2 separate regions of the Sus scrofa genome follow, and region 2 is linked to region 1. A link is a contact called in public Hi-C data. All regions are on one chromosome and are shown on one strand. The core of a region is the stretch at or near the end of the contact, and the rest is flanking DNA. Distances in the headings are between cores, read along the strand shown.

Region 1 (4,097 bases), core at 572-3,071:
TGCCCTCTTTTTGCTTAAAAATTAAAACTTGACTTTGTAAATATAATTTTATTTAGCTACCCCTCTCCTTTATTCAATAAAATAAAAAATACCCTTCATTCACATAAAAATAAAACACACACACACACACACACACACACACACACACACACACACACCATGAAACAGAGGAGGTGAACACAACAAAAGACAAGATTAAAAATCCCCAAAATGTTGAATTTGGGGGCTTGATATGGAGTAGAAATAATGAAGATATACTTTTGTTTCTCCTTTGGGCATTTAAAAAAATTCTGCCAGGGAGTTCCCGTCGTGGCACAGTGGTTAACTAATCCGACTAGGAACCATAAGTTGCGGGTTCGGTCCCGGCCCTTGCTCAGTGGGTTAATGATCCGGCGTTTCCGTGAGCTGTGGTGTAGGTTGCAAGGTTGCAGACGTGGCTCGGATCCTGCGTTGCTGTGGCTCTGGCATAGGCCGGTGGCTACAGCTCCGATTCGACCCCTAGCCTGGGAACCTCCATATGCCGCGGGAGCGGCCCAAGAAATAGCAAAAAAGACAAAAAAAAAAAAAAAAAAAAAAAAAAAAAAAAAAAAATTCTGCCAGAATCCACAGCATGCAAAAGTTCTCAGTCCAGGGATCCAAGTTTGCCACAGCGGTAACCAGTGACAGCTGCTGAATCCTTCACCGGCTAGGCCATGTGGGAACTTCCTCCTTTGGGCAGATTTGAATTCCTGCTTCTCAAACCCAATCAGAAAACATGCAGCTGGTGCATTTCTGCCTTTCCTCTCACCCCATTTCCTCTCTCTTTTCCTCTGCCTCTTTGTAAAACCAAGGATGGGCTGGATGGCCAGAAAGAGCATAAGGGGAAATTCGTTCTCCTGCTCCTTCGCCTTCATTCTTTCCCTCTCTCTTCTTCAAATTCTGTTTTGGGCCATTCTTTTCCTACCTTCCCACCCTCATCTGATGGAAACACTTTCACCCTTGTCTCTAATCATATTTTACTATAATGTGTAAATTCATGAACAGAGAAGGTATCCTCTTAAACATTTGGATTTTTAACAGGAAAATTTACAAAGTTGATTATTTTAAATGTAAATGAATGGATTCTCAATTTCTCCAGGTTTCTAAGCTCTTCAGGTCATTTTTGCTGCACCTGGGCAAAAACGCAACTGAATTCCTGTAAAGTGGGTTTGCGGGGTGAACTCTTAAGTTTACCTCTTTCACTGTCACTTAAATCCAGAAAAACAAAACCAGTAAAAATCTATACATACTTATTAAGCACTTTAGAAGGGTTTGAATAAAGAGCTCAGGGTTAGAACAGAGCTTCTCACAGCCGTCTGAAACTCAAAAAACCAATAACCAATACCAATCAATAGAATAATAGAGGTAAAGAACAGGAGAGGATTTAAAAGGGTTTCATTTCAAAAGGACATATAAATCTTAAAATGAAAAAGCTATCTGAATGCATTAGGCAGACGACACAGGAAAGGAACAAACCCAGGCACAGCGTGGAACTTTGCAGACCAGATCTGCGGCCCTGCCCCAAGCAGCAGACCTTGGGAAGACTCCACCTCCGGGAACAATTTCATTGGAGCTCACCTGCCCGCTCGCTCCCGCCCCAGCCCCCTTTCCGCATGCGCACAACGGGAGAACGACGCCGGGTCTTCTCGTCGTCTTCCCCACCCCCGAATTCCGAACTCTGATTGGTCTGCTTCCCGGGACCGCCCCTTCGGCCCACCCAATGTGGGGGCCGTCTTGGTGTTCCGCCCTCCCTGCCGGCAAAGGGTGGCAGAGTAGCCTGCAAACATCGGCGGCGAGTGGGGATGGCGGCAGTGGCAGCGGCAGCGGCGGTTGCTGTGGGACGGCTACTGCGGCTCCGGGTGGCCCGGGTGGAGGGACACTGGCATCCCCTGAGTGGCGGGGGGCTGCTGCGGGGCTTCCTGCAACCTGCCTCAGCCGACGGGGATGCGGCCCAGAAGCGGCAGGTGGCTCACTTCACTTTCCAGCCCGACCCGGAGACCGTGGAGTACGGTGAGATATAGGGGCTGCCCTGTCCGCTCCGGCTGCAGCCCAGACTCCCAGGCCAGCGGAATGTCCCAGCGAGTACGGCCCTGCCTGTCCCGGGCGGGGTCCCGTAGGCTGACTTCTTTGCACCACGGCACAATCCCTGTCCTCCTCTTTAGAGCCTTCTTCTACCGTAGGGTCTGACTCTGATTTCCTCCTTGCTCCATTTTTGTGACTGTGCAGCTCTCGAGAGGCAGTCTCTTGGCACGTTCGAAATGGGTGAGGGGGTTTCACCGGGTCTGCAAGGGTCTGAGGGTGGAGGGGTGGTGCCAGGAAACGCCTCCCTTTTCCCATTCTATCCTTGCTTTCCCAGCCTTTGCCTTAGGAGTTGTCCCAGCTTGCTCAGGGCCGGGCCGCTAACTATAGGCAGCAGTATGTTAAAAGGAAAGAAAAAGCCGCCGTCTCCCCCACTTTTAGCAGGTAAGAGAAAACTGAGGGACTAAAGTAACTGAATTGATTTCTCAAGGTCACAAAACAGGTTCTTCCTAGAGAAGCGAAAAATCCAGGCTTCATCTCTGAGCTTGATACTGAGCCGATGCTGGGTAAGGGTGCTACTCTGGGAGTGGGAAGCAGTATCAGATAGCGGCGGAGGAAGCCATCCAGTGCTTCCAGCCGCGAGAAAAACCCACAGCAAGCACATCTCACACCTCGCGGGAACGCAGTTGCATGACTTTTACGGTTTTTTTCTGCAAGTTTTACATACTCTCCAAAAGATCCAGTGCCTATCATTAGAATACTGAAAACAATACGAAAACGGTGACCTTTTCCTCGGCTACTAACTTCTCAAATGGTAGAGCTGGCATTTTGGGAGGTGTGTCTTTCCCTCTGAAATAAGGAGAATGAACATTTATTGAGCGTTTACCACAGACAGGCACTGGGCTGAGAAATTTATAGTCATCATCTCATTTGATGCTTAGGGCAACCTTCAGAGGTGGGTAGTATTTTTATTCCCAATTTTCAGTTAGGTTAACTGAGTCCTTGAGGAGTTTGTCCTGGTAAGTCAGTGAGAGCTTCAGCTTTGGAATCTAATTAGATTCCACAACTTCCATTCTAAACAGCTTGCTAAACTGCATGTAGAAATAACTTACCAAGAGGTGTCCCTGTTTTGTGAAATAGAAGACATCTTAAAGGTGAACAGCAGTTTTTTTCTCACCAGTAAGAGAAACCTTGACTTCTGTCTTCAAAGCAAAGAAACTTTAGCCCAGTACTTGAGAGCGTAGGTCTCTTAACCTCCTTCCATAATTACAAAATTACTAAAGTTTGAGTAAAATGATAATAAAAGATTTGTTCTTATAAAAATAATAAAATCGTGTTAGAAGAGTTCTCAATGTGGCTCAGTGGAAACAAACCCAATTAGTATCCATGAGGACATGGGTTTGATCCCCAGCCTTGCTCAGTGGGTTAAGAACCCTGTGTTGCCGAGAGCTGTGGTGTAGGTTGCCTACACAGCTCAGATCTGGTATTGCTGTGGCTGTGGTGTAGGCCGGCAGCTGCAGCTCCAGTTCAAGCCCTAGCCTGGGAACTTCCATATGCTGCAGGTGCAGCCATAAAAAGGAAAAACAAACTCCCACCACTCACTTGTTTAAAAAATCTAATTTTTACTTTATATTGGAGTATAATTGATTTACAATGTTGTGTTAGTTTCAGACGTACAGCAAAGTGATTCAGTTATACATATACATATATCCATTCTTTTTCAGATTCTTTTCCCATACAAACCACACACTTTGGAAATGGTATCAGAATTGTATATGTAGGGAGTTCCCGTCGTGGTGCAGCGGAAACGAATCCAACTAGGAACCATGAGGTTGCAGGTTCCATCCCTGGCCTCGCTCAGTGGGTTAAGAATCTGGCATTGCCGTGAGCTGTGATGTAGGTTGAAGATGTGGCTCGGATCCTGTGTGGCTATGGCTGTGGTGTAGGCTGGCAGCTAAAGTTCTGATTCGACCCCTAGCCTAGGAACCTCCATATGCCATGGGTGTGGCCCTAAAAGGAGGAAAAGACAAAAAAAAAAAAAAAAAAAAAAAAAAAAGGAC
Region 2 (4,097 bases), core at 591-3,090, 150 kb before region 1:
GAGCAAGGCCAGGGATCTAACCCGAGTCCTCATGGATACTAATCGGGTTCATTTCCGCTGAGCAGTGATGGGAACTCCAACCTTTTAGCCACTTTTTTCAAGTGCAAAGGCTTAATTAGCTTATTTCTCAGTGTCAAACTTGAGATCCTCTGAAAAAGAAGACACTTTTCTAAAGAAGTTAAAGCCATAGCAATGCCAAAGAATCCTTTTGTCTCACACAGAAATAATTCCAGTACATATTTTTTTCCACAACCTCTATCCCATGTATCGTACTGTATACATGCTGTCATCATGGTCCCATTTACTCTTAACAAACACAAAACTATAGAAATATATTTCCATTTCTGAGGAAGGGAAACACAGTCATAACGTGTAAATGTTAATCTCCTCCCGTGCTAGGATGCAAGGCAAAAGGACCAGAAAAGGGTAAATCATAAAATCAAATTCCTGTTAACTAATTGTTTATCTCAAAAAAGTGTAAAGGCTTTGACCCAAAGTAACTAAAGCAAATGAAGAAAACAAACGGTACCATATAAAAATAGTATCACATTGCTACCCCTGAGAAGAGCTGCAGAACTCAACCAATTGACCATCCCTGTCCAACTGCAAAGGCTAAAGGGAAAAGTTTGCCCATTTAAGAAAACTGCTCACATGTAGGTTTCTGGGACAACCTCTAGGTGATGCTGTAGAGACCCCCTTCCCAAAGACTCCCCATTTCTTTCCCGGTGTTTTAGCCTCCCCCCTCCCCACGACTGCACTGCACTGCGCAAAGCCATCACAATCACTTCAAACATACTGGCTGTTGAAAAAAGCCTCAGAAACTAAGCTTCTCCAAGGTTCCAGGAGCCAAACAATGGCTTTTTACTTTTCATTCCAAATCATACTACAGATAGATGAGCTACACAAGAAAATACTAGCAGGTGCGGCAAAGCAACCAGGAGGCCAAAGAAGCTAAAGGACAGCGACCCCTGGGCCCTTTTCCCTCCCCGAGCCACTGTAGGGAACATTACTAAAGGTTAAAACCCATCCCAGTGCGTAAGTTAGAACTGTCAGATGAGCTCGGGAGATGTGGGACTACAGGGTGGGGCGGGCCCGCGACTAGCTCTCAGCAGCAGCACAGGCTCCATCTGGCATGTCAGCTCCTGCATCCGAGAATCTGATCGGAGATGGTGGAAGCGCAGGGGAAAACCGTGCAAGCGTCGGGGGGAGGGGGAAGCCTTAACGTTCGGATCCGATTAACCAGCTCCCGATCATGGTCCCCGCGCCCGGCACCTCTTCCGACTCGCAGCATCCCAACAGCCGCAGGAGGCAGGGGGCTGCCGGGCCGGGTGCTCCTGTCTCCCGCAGGGCCGGGCGAGGATGGGAAGCCAGCGGCTTTACCTGCGATGGACCAGGTCCAGCGGTAGAACTCCACAGTGTCGTTGAGAGCCGTGGACACTACGTTCAGGACGCTGCACGGCTCCGAGTCCAGGAGCCCCATCGCTGCGGCCAGCGGGCGCCGGCGGCGTTGGGAGGAGGGAGTGGAGACCCCGCTGGAGGGTGATCTCGGAGGCGCCGGTCGACCGACCGAGCGGCAGCCGGGGACCCCTCTAACGGTGGAGGCCCAGCTGCGTCTTCCCCTCCTCCTCTGCGCGCCGCGGTGCTGGGGGATGCGGCGGCGGCGGCGGCGAGCCGGGCAGAGGAGAAGGTACCGTCAAAGCTCCAGAAGGAGGAGCAGGAGGGGGGTGGGGGGAGTGGCGGAGGAGGAGGAAGAGATCCCTCCGTGAGCGCCAGGCGCTGCACCAGTCTGCCGCCGCGCGCCGCCGCCGCTCCAATCTCCTCCGCCGGCGTCACGTGGCCGCGCGCGCGGGGCGGAGGGCCGGCGCGCCCCTCCTCCCGCCCGCGTGCGGGGACTCTTGCGCAGGGATGCTGCAGCTTGGGGAACAGGGGGCGGAGGTAGGGGGGCGACGGGAGCCAGGGCTGCGCAGGCGCAGGCCGCCCCGCACCCTTCTTCCTGATCCACCTCTGCTTTCGCGGGAGCGCAGATCGAGACCCGGCGACTGCCCCTTGTCGTCTCCCCCGGGTCACCCCAGGCCCCTTCCCCGCCCCCCTCTCCCAGCAGGCCCCTGCGGAGGAACCCGCCGCTTTCCCACGGGTGACCTCGCATCCGCCTGGGATGCGTCCTAGGGAACTGGACAGGAAAAGGTGTTTTGTGGGCCAGAAGAGGGTAGCGACGTGCTTTGGGCCTTACCTGTAGTTCACGTCAATTTTCCTTGGGTTCTGCCTCCTTCCATTACACCTGCAAGGGCTTGTCACCATGAAAGGAAGTAACACAAGTCATCCCTTAAAATTGGTAAGGGGATATTTATTTTCAAGCAACAGTGATGGAGAATGGACTTTGGGGTCCACTCATTTACAAATTAGCAAATAATTTGATGAATGTTGCATGAGTTCAGCAGCCCCTGTTAAGGTGGAAAATAGTCAAAGCCATGTTTGTTAAATGAGTTTATAATAGTTAAATAAAGTCATTAGGAGTTCAAAGAAGAGAGAGGCCTTACAGTTAAAGTCTGCTTGCACCTGAAGGGGTTGTGGTGAATCTGACATTATCTGCTCAGGAAACGAGATACGCTAGGCGAAAGAGGGGAAAATATTTTTTTAATTAAAAAAAAAGTGTTTGAGAGTTCCCGTCGTGGATCAGCGGTACAGAATCCTACTAGTGTCCGTGAGGACTCGGGTTCTATCCCTGGCCTCACTCAGTGGGTTGCTTGAGCTGTGGTGTGGTGAGTTGTGTTTTAGTTTTCAGAAGCGCTCAGATTCTGTGTTGCTCTGGCTGTGGCACAGGCCAGCGTCTGCAGCTGGGGTTTAACCCCTAGCCCGGGAACTTCCGTGTCCCCAGGTGTGGCCTTAAAAAGACAAAAAAAAGGAAAAAAAAAAGGTATTTGGATAGTAATAAGAGGAGGGGAAGCAGCAAGATAATCCTACCCTTGAAAAGTGGATCCTGAAAAGTAGCAAAACTACACTAGGCTACAAACGGTTCATAATTTGATAGTTTCTGACATAGAGCAAGAGCTTTGAGAACAGCCCAATAACATTTTGCCTACTTGTATTTAAGCATGTCACCTACTTTTTGCGTAACCTTTTATCCAATTGTTGGTTTAGGATGCTCCATTTAAAGGCCAGGAAGTGCAGGTTGATTTCTTCTGCTCTTTGACACTCTTAAGATAATTCGTCATAGTTATTTATTTATTTTCCAGTTGACTGGTTATATGTTCTTTGACTTTATTTCCTAGGGGAAGCATCCTAGAGGATAAGAATTATTTTGGGTTCTTTGTTGAGGACCTACCCCAGTGCTATAAATAATAATTGATAAATATCTATCATGATGTCAAAAGGATAACATTTTTGAGAGCATTAAAAAAGGGCTATTATAAATGGCAGACACTTTACAGAAAGAAGAGATAATTAAAAGTAACTGATTTATTTGATCACAAGTAACCAGAGTCTTTATTAAATGCTCTATTTTCTTTGAAATTAACCAAATACAATGTTATTTATCAAATATATTTACTAGCTTAAAGGCTTTTTGGATTGAAATTATAGTTTCTCAAGTCTCAACCCAAAGTTATGTGTATCAGTCATATTCTAAAAGCTATTAACTATATTTTAAAAAAATCTAGTCAAGTGTCTATATTTGGAGAGCAGGTAATGATTATGCACTTGAGTAGATGGCCTAGCCAAGGATCAGATTAGTTTGAACTTCATCTAGCAAATTGATTACTACTTATATATTGTGAGACCCGGGATGCTTTTTATGTAGAACAAATCCCCACCCTCACTCCCATTCACACACACAAAACCTTCGCATCTTTACTTGTTTAATGTAATGTGAAATTCTTAAAACCATTACTGAGAGTATTTCCCCAGCTGCTCTTTTATAGCGAGGCCAACTGAGGTCCATCTGTTCACTAGGGGGCGCCTGTCACATATAAGAAAATCCTAGACAAGTGATGGCAAGTATGTCAGGAGTGGCACTTGAGTTTCCTCCCCACCCTACTGGATAGAATAGTATGTTTGCATTTAGGGGCTGTCCAGACCTACGCCAAGAACCAGAGCGCTAG

What was found. Hi-C and Micro-C count contacts between places; a contact is called where the count stands out from the background.
Region 2: a contact with region 1 is called in a Hi-C map of heart right ventricle, with 2.9 times the contacts expected there. The contact joins the promoter of ELOVL4 here to the promoter of BCKDHB in region 1. A contact is called at or near these places in 2 of 5 promoter capture datasets (fetal liver and liver) and 2 of 47 Hi-C or Micro-C datasets (heart right ventricle and psoas muscle).

Annotation. Positions count from the first base shown.
Region 1 is chr1:86,015,303-86,019,399 of Sscrofa11.1, reverse strand. BCKDHB (branched chain keto acid dehydrogenase E1 subunit beta) reads left to right here and starts at 1,821. Exons shown (of 10, transcript NM_001123219.1): 1 at 1,821-2,028. The coding sequence starts at 1,821.
Region 2 is chr1:86,161,588-86,165,684 of Sscrofa11.1, reverse strand. ELOVL4 (elongation of very long chain fatty acids protein 4) reads right to left here and starts at 1,840. Exons shown (of 6, transcript XM_021092107.1): 1 at 1,381-1,840. The coding sequence starts at 1,480.